2 separate regions of the Pan troglodytes genome follow, and region 2 is linked to region 1. Evidence: chromatin contacts called from public Hi-C data. All regions are on one chromosome and are shown on one strand. The core of a region is the stretch at or near the end of the contact, and the rest is flanking DNA. Distances in the headings are between cores, read along the strand shown.

The links. A called contact is a pair of places that touch in the nucleus more often than the background predicts.
Region 2: a contact with region 1 is called in a Hi-C map of induced pluripotent stem cells, with 2.2 times the contacts expected there. The contact joins two enhancer-like sites. A contact is called at or near these places in 3 of 7 Hi-C or Micro-C datasets (blood, induced pluripotent stem cells and stem cell-derived neural progenitor cells).

What each region holds. Positions count from the first base shown.
Region 1 is chr7:49,843,964-49,850,915 of NHGRI_mPanTro3-v2.0_pri, forward strand. It overlaps GINS4 (GINS complex subunit 4), which reads left to right. Exons shown (of 9, transcript XM_063817054.1): 7 at 561-651; 8 at 743-877; 9 at 2,703-3,785. The coding sequence ends at 839. Among named protein-coding and RNA genes, the nearest start is that of GINS4, 16 kb to the left of the region's middle. Within about 2 kb of position 1,613, at least 3 of the 24 cell types and tissues checked have an H3K27ac peak or open chromatin away from gene starts, as enhancers often do. A contact at or near this core is called in induced pluripotent stem cells and stem cell-derived neural progenitor cells, where this site is marked.
Region 2 is chr7:50,125,237-50,133,105 of NHGRI_mPanTro3-v2.0_pri, forward strand. All of the region lies in intron 1 of ANK1 (ankyrin 1), which reads right to left. Among named protein-coding and RNA genes, the nearest start is that of ANK1, 68 kb to the right of the region's middle. Within about 2 kb of position 4,320, at least 16 of the 24 cell types and tissues checked have an H3K27ac peak or open chromatin away from gene starts, as enhancers often do. A contact at or near this core is called in induced pluripotent stem cells and stem cell-derived neural progenitor cells, where this site is marked.

The DNA.
Region 1 (6,952 bases), core at 363-2,862:
CAGCCTCTCAAAATGCTGAGATCACAGGCATAAGCCACTGTGCCTGGCCTATTCTCTTCTTATAAGACACCAGTCAGATTGGATTAAAATGCTGAGATCACAGGCATAAGCCACTGTGCCTGGCCTATTCTCTTCTTATAAGACACCAGTCAGATTGGATTAGGGCCCACACTACTTGGCCTCGCTTTCACTTAATTGCCTCTTTAAAAGCCCTGTTTCCGAATACAATCCCACGCTGAAATACTGGGGGTTAGGGCTTCAACATATGAATTCTGCAGGGACACAGTGTAGCCCATAACACCAGGAGCAAGTCAGACCCATACCAGACTTGTGGAACCCTGAATTGGTCATTTTGCTGAGGCTGCCTGAGGAAAACAAAAGGCCCAATCTGTGTCCAGTTTCCTCCCTGGTCAGCCACTCTGTCTGCATCTTAGAAGAGTAGGAATGGGCTGGGCTCCTATCTAAACCCTGAGTGTGCCATACCATTCTTCCCAGCAACTTTTACTTTGTTGACTTTGTTGGCCGAGGATTTCCTAATCACATTGTTGTTTTCCTGGCAGTTCCCAAACCAGATCTAGATTCTTACGTGTTTCTGAGAGTGAGAGAACGACAAGAAAACATACTGGTAGAACCAGACACAGATGAGCAGAGGTGAGTGGCGTGCATCTTTCACAGTGGGCACGTTCCTCCCGATGGAGGGCCAGCGGAGCTCTGCAGGCAAATGTGTTTCCCTCTTTTTCAGGGACTACGTGATTGACCTGGAGAAGGGCTCACAGCACTTGATCCGATACAAAACCATTGCACCTCTAGTTGCATCTGGAGCTGTCCAGCTAATTTAAAACTAGGCATAAACAGCCAGGCATGGTGGCTCAAGCCTGTAATCCCAGCACTTTGGGAGGCCGAGGCGGGCGGATCATGAGGTCAGGAGTTCGAGACCAACCGGACCAACATGGTGAAACCCCATCTTTACTAAAAATACAAAATAATTAGCTGGGTGTGGTGGTGTGCACCTGTAATCCCAGCTACTCAGGAGGCCGGGGCAGGAGAATCGCTTGAACCTGGGAGCAGGAGGTTGCAGTGAGCCGAGGTCGTGCCATTGCACTCCAGCCTGGGTGACAGTGAGACTTTGTCTCAAAAAACAAAAAACAAAAAAAAAACAAACTAGGCATAAACTCATGAGGTCAGGAGATCAAGACCATCCTGGCTACTAAACCCCATCTCTACTAAACCCATCTCTACTAAAAATACAAAAAATTAGCCAGGCATGGTGGCGGGCCCATCTACTCGGGAGGCTGAGGCAGGAGAATGGCGTGAACCCGGGAGGTGGAGCTTGCAGTGAGCCAAGATCGTGCCATTGCACTCTAGCCTGGGCGACAGAGCGAGACTCCATTTCCAAAAAAAAAAAAAAAAAAAGCACACTAGGCGTAAACAAGAATGAAGACCTGGAACCCTAGAGAAAATACTAGAAACCCCTCGTATCACGTTGTGCCTGAGGACAATAATAAAGTAGTTTACTAGGCATCAGACATTCCTCAGCAGTGCTGTGGGTCACGGGTGTGAAGCGGAGCTCGAGGCAGGATTGCTTGTGTTGCTGCATGTCCTGTCTGCTGTTTTAGCCCGTGTCAGTAGATGGGGCCATTGTACTGTTTGTTCTGCACACTTGGCGGAGCAGCAGAGGCTCTCAGCATGCCTTTTCCCTTTGTAGTATTTTCTGAGCTAAGGAAAGTCAGGCAGAAGTAGTTCATAAGAAGGCATCACTGCCTGTGATCGGGGCTGCATTTAGCCCTGACCTGATAATGGTAGGAGAGTTCATTTAGCCTTTCTGCTGCGAAGATTGTAAATAGATTAAAGAAAACAGCTGTGGCCTTCTCCCGTCATACATCATTAGACTGTGTAAACTAACATTTTAGAACCTCTAATATTGGACTTAAAACCAATTTCTGTCATGCTTAATTGAAAATCACAACTAAACCAATAAACCATTATTAAATTTCCATTCTGCAGCAGAAGGCACCTCTGGACGGCTCCCGGCTTGTAGTTTAATGAAGTATGTGCTCCCTGCTGTTAACCCGCAGCCCTCCCCAACTCTCCAGCAGCTTTGCCAAGTCAGCCTCCGGGCCATCTGGCTGTCCTTGGCCAAGGCACTGTTAACAGAGTGACGTTAACCATCTTGTATTGTGACCTATGGCCGCTTTTCTGGTTTAAGTCCTTCACTTTTTCAAGAGGAATGGATGAAATTAATGTGCATGCAGAGTCTCACAGTGATGCCGGAAGGAAGGATGTATAGGCAGTGAATGAATGATCTTTCCTTGAAATGCTATAAAAAGCAACCTGCATTCCAGTCTTTTCTTCCTGGTTGAAGTTGGCAGATTTCCATTTGCAGGGTATGGGCTGCGAGAGTAATCAGGGTAACATTGCTGTCATTTCCAAGAGAAATCAGTAGGGGAAAGCAAGGGAGGTCTTTTTTTTTTTTTCTTTTTTGAGACGGAGTTTCCCTCTTGTTGCCCAGGCTGGAGTGGCAGTGGTGTGAACACGGCTCACTGCAGCCTCCACCTCCTGGGTTCAAGAGATTCTCCTGCCCCAGCCTCCCGAGTAGCTGGTATTATAGGTGCGCACCACCACACCCGACTAATTTTTTGTATTTTTAGTAGAGATGGGGTTTCATGATGCTGGCCAAGCTGGTCTCGAGCTCCTGACCCCAGGTGATCCACCCACCTCGGCCTCCCAAAGTGCTGGAATTATAGGCGTGAGCCACTGCGCACAGCCTGGGGAGGTTTTATTTCTTGACAAAGGTATTTGATACTCGTGCAGTCCCTGGAGGGTCTCACTGGAGAGACAACATTTAGGCTGAGATCTGATTAACAGGAGGCAGCTGCAGTGCAGAGGTCAAAAGGGAGGGTGTTCCAGGCAGAGAAAACAGCCTGTGCAAAGGCCGTGAGGCAGAAACAAGCTCTACTTGAGGTCAGCCTGGTTAGAAAGCCCAACTCAAAATAGAAAGTAGTACATGATAAGGTCTGAGGCAGGCTGGACCCAGATCTTACAGGACCTTGTTAATAAGGATCCCATTTGGTCCCCCACAGTCCTGAGAAGCGGGCAGGGCTGTGGGAAACAGCAGATATTTAGTGGTAAGCCTGAGATCAGAACCCAAGTCTGCATTTCCTAGTCACGTTCTCCCTGTAGTGCTAAGCCCAGAGACCTGAGCTGTTACCTAGAACAGTGTGCTTCCTAAGCCTTAATGTGCATACCCATCGCCTGGAGCTCGCCTTAAGATGTAGGTTCTGCCTGAAGCCCAAGTTCATTTAGTATGTCATGGTTAATTCAGAGTAAAATCAAGAGTTAGTACCTGATTTATGCTTGTTATATAAAGAAAGAGACAACTTCACTGTATGATCATTTTGTCACTTTTCAAAAGCACTTAATTCCCATTCAATTGAAAATGTTTCAAGAACAAACCTATTTGGTCATTTTATTGACATTGCACATTTGTATATGAATAAATTTTTGCAAATTAAAAAAAAAATGTAGGTTCTGAAACAGGGTGAGGTCCAGGATCCTGCCTTTCTAAGGAGCTCCCATGTTGTGCAGTTGCTGCTGGCCCGGGGACCACATTGAATGACGGCTCTACATCCTCATGCCTCCAGCTGCTGCCCTGTACATGTCCAACTGCACGGAGCACTTTACATCCTCTAAAACCACAGTAAATTGCTCCATTTCCTAAATTACCTCTTCAAGAGAAGACTGGTTTTGATGTCATTTTTAAATAAAGGAGAAGTTGAATTTCAAAACCAAGTGGAACAGGAAATGATGTGACTTGGTTGACATTGATTTTAACATTTGGTTCATGGTGAGTGTTTTGCTTTATTGTTAAAAACTTGCCACTAAAAGCATGACAGAACATTTTATCAAATGATGGCGTCATCCTTTTACCGTAAGTTTGCCCCTAGCAAGACAGCTCTTCCTGAGACGTGCTTGCAGGCCCCTATGTGGGTTTTCCCACCGCAGTCATCATCCGTCATCTGTGACCTTGCTGCATTTACTCCATGCTCACACCCCAGCAGCCCGCCTGGCTTTGGCATCGCCCTCAGAGGCATCAAACTTCCCCTGCTGCAATGTACAAGAGTTAGCCAGGAAGCTTGCAGAGTGCTTTGGTTTTGTTTTTGTTTTTTTGAGATGTCGCCCTGGCTGGAGTGCAGTGGTACAATCTCAGCTCACTGCAACCTCCGCCTCCTGGGTTCAAGCGATTCTCCTGCCTCAGCCTCCCAAGTAGCTGGGATTACAGGTACACACCATGACACCCAGCTAATTTTTGTATTTTTAGTAGAGATAGGGTTTCACCATGTTGGCCAGCCTGGTTTTGAACTCCTGACCTCAAATGATCTGCCTGCCTCGGCCTCCCAAAGTGCTGGGATTACAGGTGTGAGCCACCATGCCCAGCTGCAGAGTGCATTTTTAAGCAAACACATATATGTCAATTCTTCATATAGTGTTCTTTAATTTATCTTGGGAAGCCAAATATCCCATTTAGAATTCTGTAAGAACTGATTTTTCAAATGTATCTAATCAACTAGCTATGAAAGCGCTCTCATTATATTGTCCAAAAAACCTTTGTTTTTTAAAAAAACAAAATCAGTATTCTGTACTTATTTAACAGATTTGGTTTCAAATAGCTTGGCTATTTCCGAAAAATCGGATATTCATTCCATGGCTAAGAAACAACTACTGGGTGTATTCAAAGAGATGTACCGGCCCAGGCTTGGTGGCTTACACCTGTAATCCCAGCAACTTTGGGAGGCCAAGGTGGGAGGATCACTTGAGCCCAGGAGTTCCAGACCAGCCTGGGCAACATAGTGAGACTCTGTCTCTACAGGGAATAAAACAATTAGCCTGGCGTGCTGATGTGCATCTGTAGTCCCAGCTGTTTGAGAGGCTGAGATAGGAGGATTGCTTGAGCCCAAGAGGTTGAGGCTGCAGTGAGCTATGATTGCACCACTGCAATCCAGTCTGAGTGACAGAGCAAGACTCTGTCTCAAATATATGTGTGTATACATACATATATATGAGATTCTTTTTTTTTTTTTTTTTTTTGAGATAGAGTCTCACTCTGTCACCCAGGCTGGAGTGCAGTGGCACGATCTCAACTCACTGCAACCTCCGTCTCCCGGGTTCAAGTGATTCTCCTGCCTCAGCCTCCCAAGTAGCTGGGACTACAGGTGTGTGCCACCACGCCCGGCTAATTTTTTGTATTTTTAGTAGAGACGGGGTTTCACCGTGTTAGCCAAGATGGTCTTGATCTCCTGACCTCATGATCTGCCCACCTTGGCCTCCCAAGTGCTGGGATTACAGGTGTGAACCACCACGCCTGGCCGTATATATAGGAGATTCTGCAGGCAATGAGAATATTTAATTTACCAAGTTTACTATGCATGAAGCTCTTTTTGTTTTTGTTTTTGAGACAGAGTCTTGCTCTGTTGCCCAGCCTGGAGCGCAATGTCACAATCTTGGCTCACTGCAACCTCCACCTTCCGGGTTCAAGCAATTCTCCTGCCTCAGCTTCCCGAGTAGCTGGGATTACAGGCACCTGCCACCACATCTGGCTAATTTTTTTTTTTTTTTTTTTTTTTAGTAGAGACAGGGTTTCACCATGCTGGCCAGGCTGGTCTCGAACTCCTGACCTCAGGTGATCCGCCCGCCTCAGCCTCCCAAAGTGGTGGGATTACAGGCGTGAGCTACCGTGCCTGGCCACATCAAGCTGTTTTTAAAGTAGATTAACTTGTAAATCTCCACAACATACCTATGCAAGGAAAAATTTGAGATTTTGGAATGGGCAAAACATTACTGGCTATCCTTTCAATGTAATGCTTGATCCCTGTGTGCTGTGTGCCCATGTCTTTAAATTTTACAACTCTGTAGAGGTACAAGTTGATTTATAGAAAACTTATAATGATGTGAATATTTCTTGTCTTGCTATGCAGATGATGCATGCCCATGGCAATATAAGTGAATTTTGTCCTGTTGAGAATAAGTCAAACCCCCATTTGATTGGATGTTTTTGTTTTGTTATAATTTGGTAGGACATAGTCTCGCCCTGTTGCCCAGGCTGGAGTGCAGTGGCAATCTCGGCTCACTGCAACCTTTGCCTCCCGGGTTCTAGTGATTCTCCTGTCTCAGCCTCCCCAATAGCTGGGACTACAGGCATGTGCCACCACACCTGGCTAATTTTTGTATTTTTAGTGGAGACGGGGGTTCGCCATGTTAGCCAGGCTGGTCTCGAATTCCTGGCCTGAAGTGATCCATCTGCCTTGGCTCCCAAAGTGCTGGGATTACAGGCATGAGCCATGGCATCTGGTGAGCTTTGATACCAGACTCCTTTGCTGAAGGCCACATCACTTCTAAGTAGAGATGTGATCAAACCCCAGTGAGGCCAGGGCACCTGAGTCCATCCTTTTCATCTTACTGTAATCTTTCTTTCCACAAAAGAAAAGAAGATCCAAAAATGTTTTCAGCAACAATAGCTTCACTGGAATAAGTTCTCATATTCGAAAAAGACTCATTTGAGGGAATAACCACTGCCATTCACATTGCTTTAGAGGAGGTGGCATTTTTCTCAACGTAGCTTTCTGTTTTAACCAGGTCGTATTCTATGTAACACAATGCTGACAAATTCTGCCTAGCTTGTTAAGACAAAGAAAACCACTAGAAGTAAAGTCAGCACACAATTAACCTAAGTCTTGCTTCTTGTTCAGTTCTATTAGTTTCTATGGAAATAAGAATAAAAGTAAATGACTATTTTTGCCTCTAAGGAATTTACAATTAATCCTGAGAAGATGTCTTAAGTGTAAACCTAAAAGTATGGGATTTTTTGGCTCAAAAAAAAAATTTTCCTAATGGCCAGGCCTAGGGTTAAGAGGAATTTATTTTCTTGGGTTCAGAGATTTGCATATGAATGTTTTAA
Region 2 (7,869 bases), core at 3,070-5,569, 280 kb after region 1:
TGCAAATTCTCGCTGCTTTCATGTCACCACTCCTATGGAAACAGAAATTCTATTTCCACAGAAAAGTCACTGTTCTGTGATTAAGCAAAACGGTGGTAGATACCGTGATTCAAGGGACAGGGGGGCATTCTATTCTGCATAAAGATGGGTCACAAATTCTAAATAAGTGTCCCCAGAGAAAGCAATCTGGGGCTCTAGGAAAGGTGGAGCCTCTGCCCTGACCCCGCCTTCACCACTCTTATTTTCTAGACAGCAGAGTTCAGCATAGTGTGGGATTCTCCTGAATCTCGTTCAAGGCATCTGGTCAGGAGTGTAGGTGAAAGACTCACTAGCTCCCCCGGATGTGCCTGAGCTCACAGAGCGTGAAGGCAGGGGGTGTGGAGGGCTGGCTGCGGAGCTGGGGCTGGCTGGCTGTAGGGCCAGGCTCTCTTTCCAAGGTTCTAGAGGTGGGGTCCACTCGAGGGTGAAGGGCCCCCATTTCTTTCCTTCCACTGGTCTCAAGCGGCTGGAGCAAAAAAGTGAGCCCAAATTTCACAAGTTACCAACAGAGTAACCTAAAGATGACCCTTCAGTGGCCCCTGAGCATGGAGGCCACAACGGGAGGGAAGTCCTTGGGGCTGAGCCCGGCTACTTCCAGGTGGAAACAGGAACTTCGGCCGCATTCTGCTCAGGACCCAGAGTCAATGCTGCAGCCGCTGCTCGCCCGACTAGGACATTTTTGCTCTTCCAAATGCACTTCCATTCTAGTTTCCTACGACACAGGCTTCTAGCTAAAAAGATTTTGAGCTCATGATGTTACTGTTCTGTGGATTAGGTAAAGAAATGTACTTCTATGAATGTAAATGATCAATACTCTATTAATCTTTCATCACAATTATTAGTAAGCTGCAAAACCTCTCCAGCTCTGTCCCCCCTAGAACTGGCCTTGGGGTCCCACTTTCACTTTAATCACTCTGGCCTCCCATGTCCACCGTACAGTCAGAAGTCGTTCAGTGTTTCTGCAAGTCTCTTTGTGGCAACTGCCTCGGAGAACTGTGTCCTGTTGACCAAGCTGAGCTTCTCAGTGAACCACCAGGCCTGAGCTCAACACTTGAAACAAGTCCATTTTCTCCTGGTGGAGACTGCACAGCGTGGTGGGATTTCACCTTACCCTTTGATATGGTTTGGCTGTGTCCCCACCCAAATCTCATCTTGAATTGTAGTTCCCATAATTCCCACATGTTGTGGGAGGGACCCGGTGGGAGGTATTGAATCATGGGGGTGGTTCTTTCCCATGCTGTTCTTGTGATAGTAAATAAGTCTTACGAGATCTGATGGTTCTATAAAGGGGAGTTCCCCTGCACATGTTCTCTTGCCTGCCACCATGTAAGATGTGCCTTTGCTCTCCTTTGCCTTCTGCCATGATTGTGGGGTCTCCCCAGCCATGTGGAACTGTGAGTCCATTAAACCTCTTTTTCTTAATAAATTACCCAGTCTCGGGTATGTCTTTATTAGCAGCATGAGAACACACTAATACACCCTTGGTCCTGCCCACTAGTGACTTTTTGTAGGCAATTAACAAGCCTTTAGTCCTAATCCCAACAGGCCTGATGACTTGGGAATGTCAGAACTAGGAAATGTATGCCCCTAGCATCCAATCCTATAGAGGGGAGGGGTCCTTGGTGCCCCCAACCTGCCAGCTGTGAGATTTCTAATCCTCCCTTTGCTGACTGTGCAATTGCCCTATTTTTCTAGAAAAGCCTACTCTGGCCCATTGCTGATTGTCTATGACCCCACGGGGTCTAAGTTACTCATTGTAACTGTCCCCAGAGAAAACAGGCTGGGGCTGTAGGAAAGCTGGGAGCTCTGCCACCTTGATGTAACCTCAGAGCTGGTCCCTTCCTCCTCAGGTCACCATGCTCACTCCTGCTGCCCAGGTCTCAAAGACAGCCTACACCACCCACTCCCTGGCTTAGCACCATCCCCTGCCCTCTGTCTCTGCTGCCTGGGCCTCTGGATTCCCCTGCACCCCAGGCTCACTGTGTGCTGAGTGTCCCACTGTCCCACCAGCACCTGAGCCGGCCCTTCTCCAAATAAGGAACAACATTTTCTTTTCTAGTGATAAGAATAAATCATTTCATTGAAAATAGGAAATACCAAAAAGTAAAAAGAGGAAACTAAAAATCACCCATAATCTATCACATCCTAAACATGATTTACATTTTGATGCATTTGCTTAGTCTTTTTTCTTTGCACATGAATAATACATGTTTTTCCAGAACTGGAATTATACCATGCATAATATTTTGTACCCTTCATTTTTTTTCTAGCCTTGTCGTAACAATAAACATTCTGCTCTTATCCTTGGATCTCCATGTGAGTTTTCAAATTCCCCTCTCCTCCCCTCCATCCATCTAAATCTTTCCCTGCCTTTAATTCTCCATCCTGTAAAGCCTTGCCTAATAATTCTGGTCTATATGTATGTTCCTGTCAATATGTTTAGCCTTTGCTGCACAGATTGCATAATTCACTGCTTGATCTATTGTCTTTTCTAATGACTTTGAGAATTGGTTTTCTGTTGCTGATAATAATATAAGCCCTTAATAATCAGCAACCTTGTCTTACACATAGTAGTGCTCAGTAATGTTTGCTGATTTTCAGATTGCTTCACAATATTTGAGCTCCATATTCCCCTACCCTTTTTTTGTTTCTATGCAAAAGTGAAAATTCTCAGACAAGGTTGCTGGGAGCCAGGAATAAATACCCATCTAATGGTAGCAATACTTGTAAGAAAAGTACAGGACTCACATCTTGCGTTTTCCTAATCCAGCCTTTCCCCTTGCTGGTGTGAATGAGATGTATGCCTCCGCCAGAGTAGCTGGCCAAGATGCACCCACACAGGACTGCTAGCGTCTTAGACTGCTCTCTGAGTTGGAATTTAGGGCCTGAATTAGTCAAGCATCAAATGAAGAAATAATGAGATGCAAACTCTCCACATACTATCTTCACAGCTTTAAAATAAAACAAAATGTAATGGCCTTTAAAAGGAAATGTAGGTTAGACAGGATTGCAAGTTAACTACAGTTATTTTATAACATTAAAGTAATAAAAGGTATTTTTTGACCTCGTTTTACAAAGGCTATTTCTTCACACACACACACACACAAATACCCACCCATCTCCACACACATCCCCTCATATACACACACTCACACGCACACCCACTCACACTCACACACACGCATACATACACCCACTCACACACCCCACACACCCACCCGCCCACACACATGCACACTCACGCGTGCACACACCCACATACACACACGCACTCACACATGCATACATAGATACACACCGCCCCCCCCACCCCCCGACACACACACCCTTGCCCAAGCAATAAAGAGGAAGCCCCCACTGTTTGCAACTCTCCTATTAAAACAGACTAAGATCATTCAGGGTTCAGCCCCGCCCCAGGGCCGCGAGCGCTCAGGGATTTTGATTCCAGACCCTGGGCACCAGGCTGGAATCAAAATGATGGAGTTCCCGGTCGGTCCTCCGGTGCTGAATGTTTAATTTCCTATGAAAGGCTGCGAGCTAGAGGAGGAAGCAGGAACACCCAGCGCCGTTCCCGCCCATCCTCCCGCTCCGCCCCGCCCCGCCCGTGCTGGGCTGTGGCCTCTACACCAAGCAGCCGTCCTGGGCCGCCTTCCTTCGTCTGTGCGTGCAGCGCCGCCTCCTTCAGCTTAGGCCCGACACTCCATGAACTCTCATTTTCCACCTTCTCCGTCTCCAGCTTCCAAGCTGCACAGGGCCAGGCCGAGGTGCGTGATGGCGGGCACTGAATTACAGATCCCGTCTGTGGCCGCCAGCCTCTGTGTCCTGCCACCTCCTGCGAGAGGACATCACCGCCACCAGGTGGAGCGAGTCTCCTCCTCGGCGCTCCAACCACGTGCTGTTTATTACTCTGTGGGGATTCCCATACCGAGGCCTCTTCAGTTCCTGGAACAGTAGCACTAAAAGGCTCCTGAGTGCCTCTGTTAATTTGACTGTTCTGGTTCGCACTACAATGACCGGGCTGGAGAGGGGGCGCTCGTAATGAAACAGGAACTGCTCCTCGCACCCGCTCCAGAGTCCTTTACATCTTTGGGGAGAGGGGATACGGGGAGCTACATTTCATTTTCCTGAAGATTTTCCACGCGAAAGTGCTGGGGAGAGAGTTGGGCCTGGGAGGCTGCGCCTTCTTCCCGCGAATCCCGAAAACTGCGCAGCAAAGGCGGGTTCCGCAGAAGTCGCGGGTGACCCGGGGCGCCGCCCTCCTCGGGGCCCATTCGGATCTGCCGTCCGTCCTCTCCAGAGCGCCCCCTGGCGCCCTCTAGGCCATCTTGATTCCACCGCCGCTGTTGAAAGAATTAATAAATAAATCCTAGTCTCGCGTCTAGACCCGTCCGTGAGGGTCCCCTGCTCACCGGACACCCTGCCGCAATCTCTGCTGTCCCATTCTGGCCTCCCTACGGGGACGGGGGCCACCGTTTGCACATCAGCGGCGTTTGGGACAGCACTGTGCCAGATCTGTGACTCGGCTTTCAGAAGCTTCTGCCACAAGGCTTCAAAGGAAACCTTCAATTTTCACATTTCCTAGCGGGAAAAAAAATCTGAGGTTTCTTCTTGTGGCTTGATGAACTTAGCTTTCGTCGTTGGAACAAAACCCGAGGAACAGCGTCTTCGCCACCCTTGCCACCTTACTGATGTTTCTCAGGGGGCACATGCCCATCGCAACCTTATGAGTGGGGTCACGACAAATCCCATTTTTCAGATGCAGAAAGAGGCTCAGAGAGGTTAAGTGCTACTTGCTCAAGGCCACAGCAGGGAGTGGAGCTGGATTCGCTCCCAGGCAACTGACCCCAGCGTGCAGTCGATGCCTTCTCCTAGTCCCACTCACCGTGTAAGACCTGGTATTTACAAATTAGATGCTCGTTGTGCTTCTCCATTGGAAGGGCACTAGGGGAGCTCATTGTTTAAGACTGCCATCCCTAACTGCCTTTTAAAAAGAAATCTGGGCCGGGCGCAGTGGTTCATGCCTGTAATCCCAGCACTTTGGGAGGCCGAGGCAGGCAGATCACGAGATCAAGAGATGGAGACCGTCCTGGCTAACACGGTGAAACCCCGTCTCTACTAAAAATACAAAAAATTAGCCGGGCGTGGTGGCGGGCGCCTGTAGTCCCAGCTACTTGGGAGGCTGAGGCAGGAGAATGGCGTGAACCCAGGAGGCTGAACTTGCAGTGAGCCGAGATCGCCCCACTGCACTCCAGCCTGGGCGACAGAGCGAGACTCCGTCTCAAAAAAAAAAAAAAAAAAAATCTGACGTGACAAGGCCTTTAGTTTTTATAAGTGAGGTCTCCTCTCTTTGCCTAGATATTCCTCCGATAACATCAATGAAATTTTGCCCAGCACAGAGCAAGTACTAAATAATGATTTGGTGAATCTAATGTTGAGCCTGCAGTAATCCAACTAGAAACACCCACTCAGCCACTCGGGCATACCTTTTATTTGGGCAAGGGGCACTGCAGTTCTCTGGGCAGGGGTCAGCTAGGAGAGACCAATAGATGCCCCCACCCCAGGCTCCTAGACCCATCTCCAGGACCAAACAGCCAAAGCCCCTCTTCTTTTCTTCAAAATACACACATTTCTAGAAATTCTCTGCAAAATACATAGGCTACTAGATAAGCACCCAGTTTCCCTCTGGGGTCATTTGTTCCTGAATAAGGCTTATTAAAAGAGGAAACTATTTTTAAGCTAAATCATCAATCGAAAGTATTCTTCATTCTGGTATATGGCTGCTTTCCACAGATAATAAAATCCCGTCAACTTGATCCAAAGAAAAAATGACCTACATAACAATGACAGCATGAATAACAATTAATCCTCCATTGAAATGTTCAAAAGCTAGAATTGTGGTAAAGCCAAGATTCCCAGGGAGTGTCAGGAACTGCTCTCTTGATTCTAAGCTTGAAGCAGGTAAAGAAAAGGTTGTCTGGGACTAGGGCTTTCGGGGATAGGACCCAAATCCCAAGGCAAAGGGAGTCAGAAGCGAGTAAGAAAAGCAAACAGCTCCTACCTACCCAGTGCCAAAGAAACGCAGACACCAGTTCTGTGTCGGTTCTGCTTGAAAGGGTCTGAGAAGAATAATCTGGTAGATGAATCATTGAAGAATAATTTTGCAGACAGCTCCATCAAGCCAAATGCCCAGCATGAGGGCTGTGTGTATAATACTGTCATAACCTTTGAAGATAGATTCTGTTCATCAACACGGCTGTTTACATAATCACTTGGTCACCTCACCAAATGGATTAATCTTTTTGGTCACATTCCTTATCAGTGCATGGAGGGGTTAATTGTTGGTGGCCCAATGTGTCCCATAAACGGATCCCATGAGAATAAGCTTGCAGCAACAGATGATGAAGGGAACTGAGATACAGACGAAAGCACAGCGGCCTGGGAGACAGGAGACAAGGCTCCGCCTGGACCTTGACGACGACCTTCCTTAAAACTATGGACTCGTCATCTGACCTCTCAAGGCCTCCATTTCCCCATCTGTAAAACCGAAAGCCCCTCAGCAATCTGGGGCTATCGTCTGAAAAGTGTGGGCAGCTGCGGGCGCTCATACCTCAAGCCCCAAGAGTTTCTTCTTCTAACGGTAACATACTTTGCACATGACCCAGCAATCCCACTCCTGGGTATTTACCTGATAAATGAAAACCCATGTTTGCCGGGCATGGTGGCTCATGCATGTAATCCCAGCACTTTGGGAGGCCAAGGTGGGCGGATCACTTGAAGTCAAAAGTTCAAGACCAGCCTGGAAAACATGGTGAAACCCCATCTCTACTAAAAATACAAAAATTGGTGGGGTGTGGAGGCACATGCCTGTAGTTTCAGCTACTCGGGAAACTGAGGCAGAAGGATTGCTTGAACCCAGGAATCGGAGGTTACAAGTGAGCCAAGATTGCGCCATTGCACTCCAGTGCAGAGCAAAAGTCCGTCAAAAAAAAAAGAAGAAGAAAAAGAAAAAAGGAATGAAAGGAAAGAAAAGGAGGGAAGGAAGGAAGGAAGGAAGGAAGGACCATTAAGAAGGTACCTGTACCCAAATTTTCAGAGCAGCTTTATTTTTTTTTATCACCGCCCCAGACTGGAGTCAACCCACACGTCCTCAGCGTGTGAATAAATAGACCAACCGCAGCACATCGTACAGTGGAGTGCTACTAAGGAGCGAATGTGGATTCACACAGCAACACGGGTGCATCCCAAAAGCATGCTGCTACACGGATGCAAGGCCTTCGGACTATATGATCCCATTTAGGAGACAATTGGGAAAAGGGAAAATCCAGGGGTGAAGAATAGATCTGTGGTGGCAGGGGTGGGAAAAGCGGGGAGGATTTGCCTACTGAGGGGCAGCACAAGAGAATTTTGCGGGGCGATGGATCTGTCTGTATCTTGACCATGGTGATGATACATGACTGTGCATTTGTCAGAACTCACAGGACTGAATGAAAAGAGAAGTGAATTTTACTGCATGTGAATTGTTAAAATAAATGCTAGAAAGTATTTTAAAAATCAAGCCCAGATCCTGCAAGACATTATGGCTCCCCATCAGAAGGGGAGAGACGGGGAAAGAGAAGTGTCCCCAAAGTTAACCCACGTTCCCTGGGACCCACCTCCCTCCCCACTGCCACTTCCCACCAGTCTCATGCATGGGCCAGGCCCTTCCCTTCGCAGCTCACAGCCCAGCAGATGTTAGGTCAGAATGCGTCCCCTCACTTGACTAAAGGTTTACAGCCAGCAGGCTGGAAACAAACCAGATATTAACACCCCTCCTCCATGCCCTGCCCACCT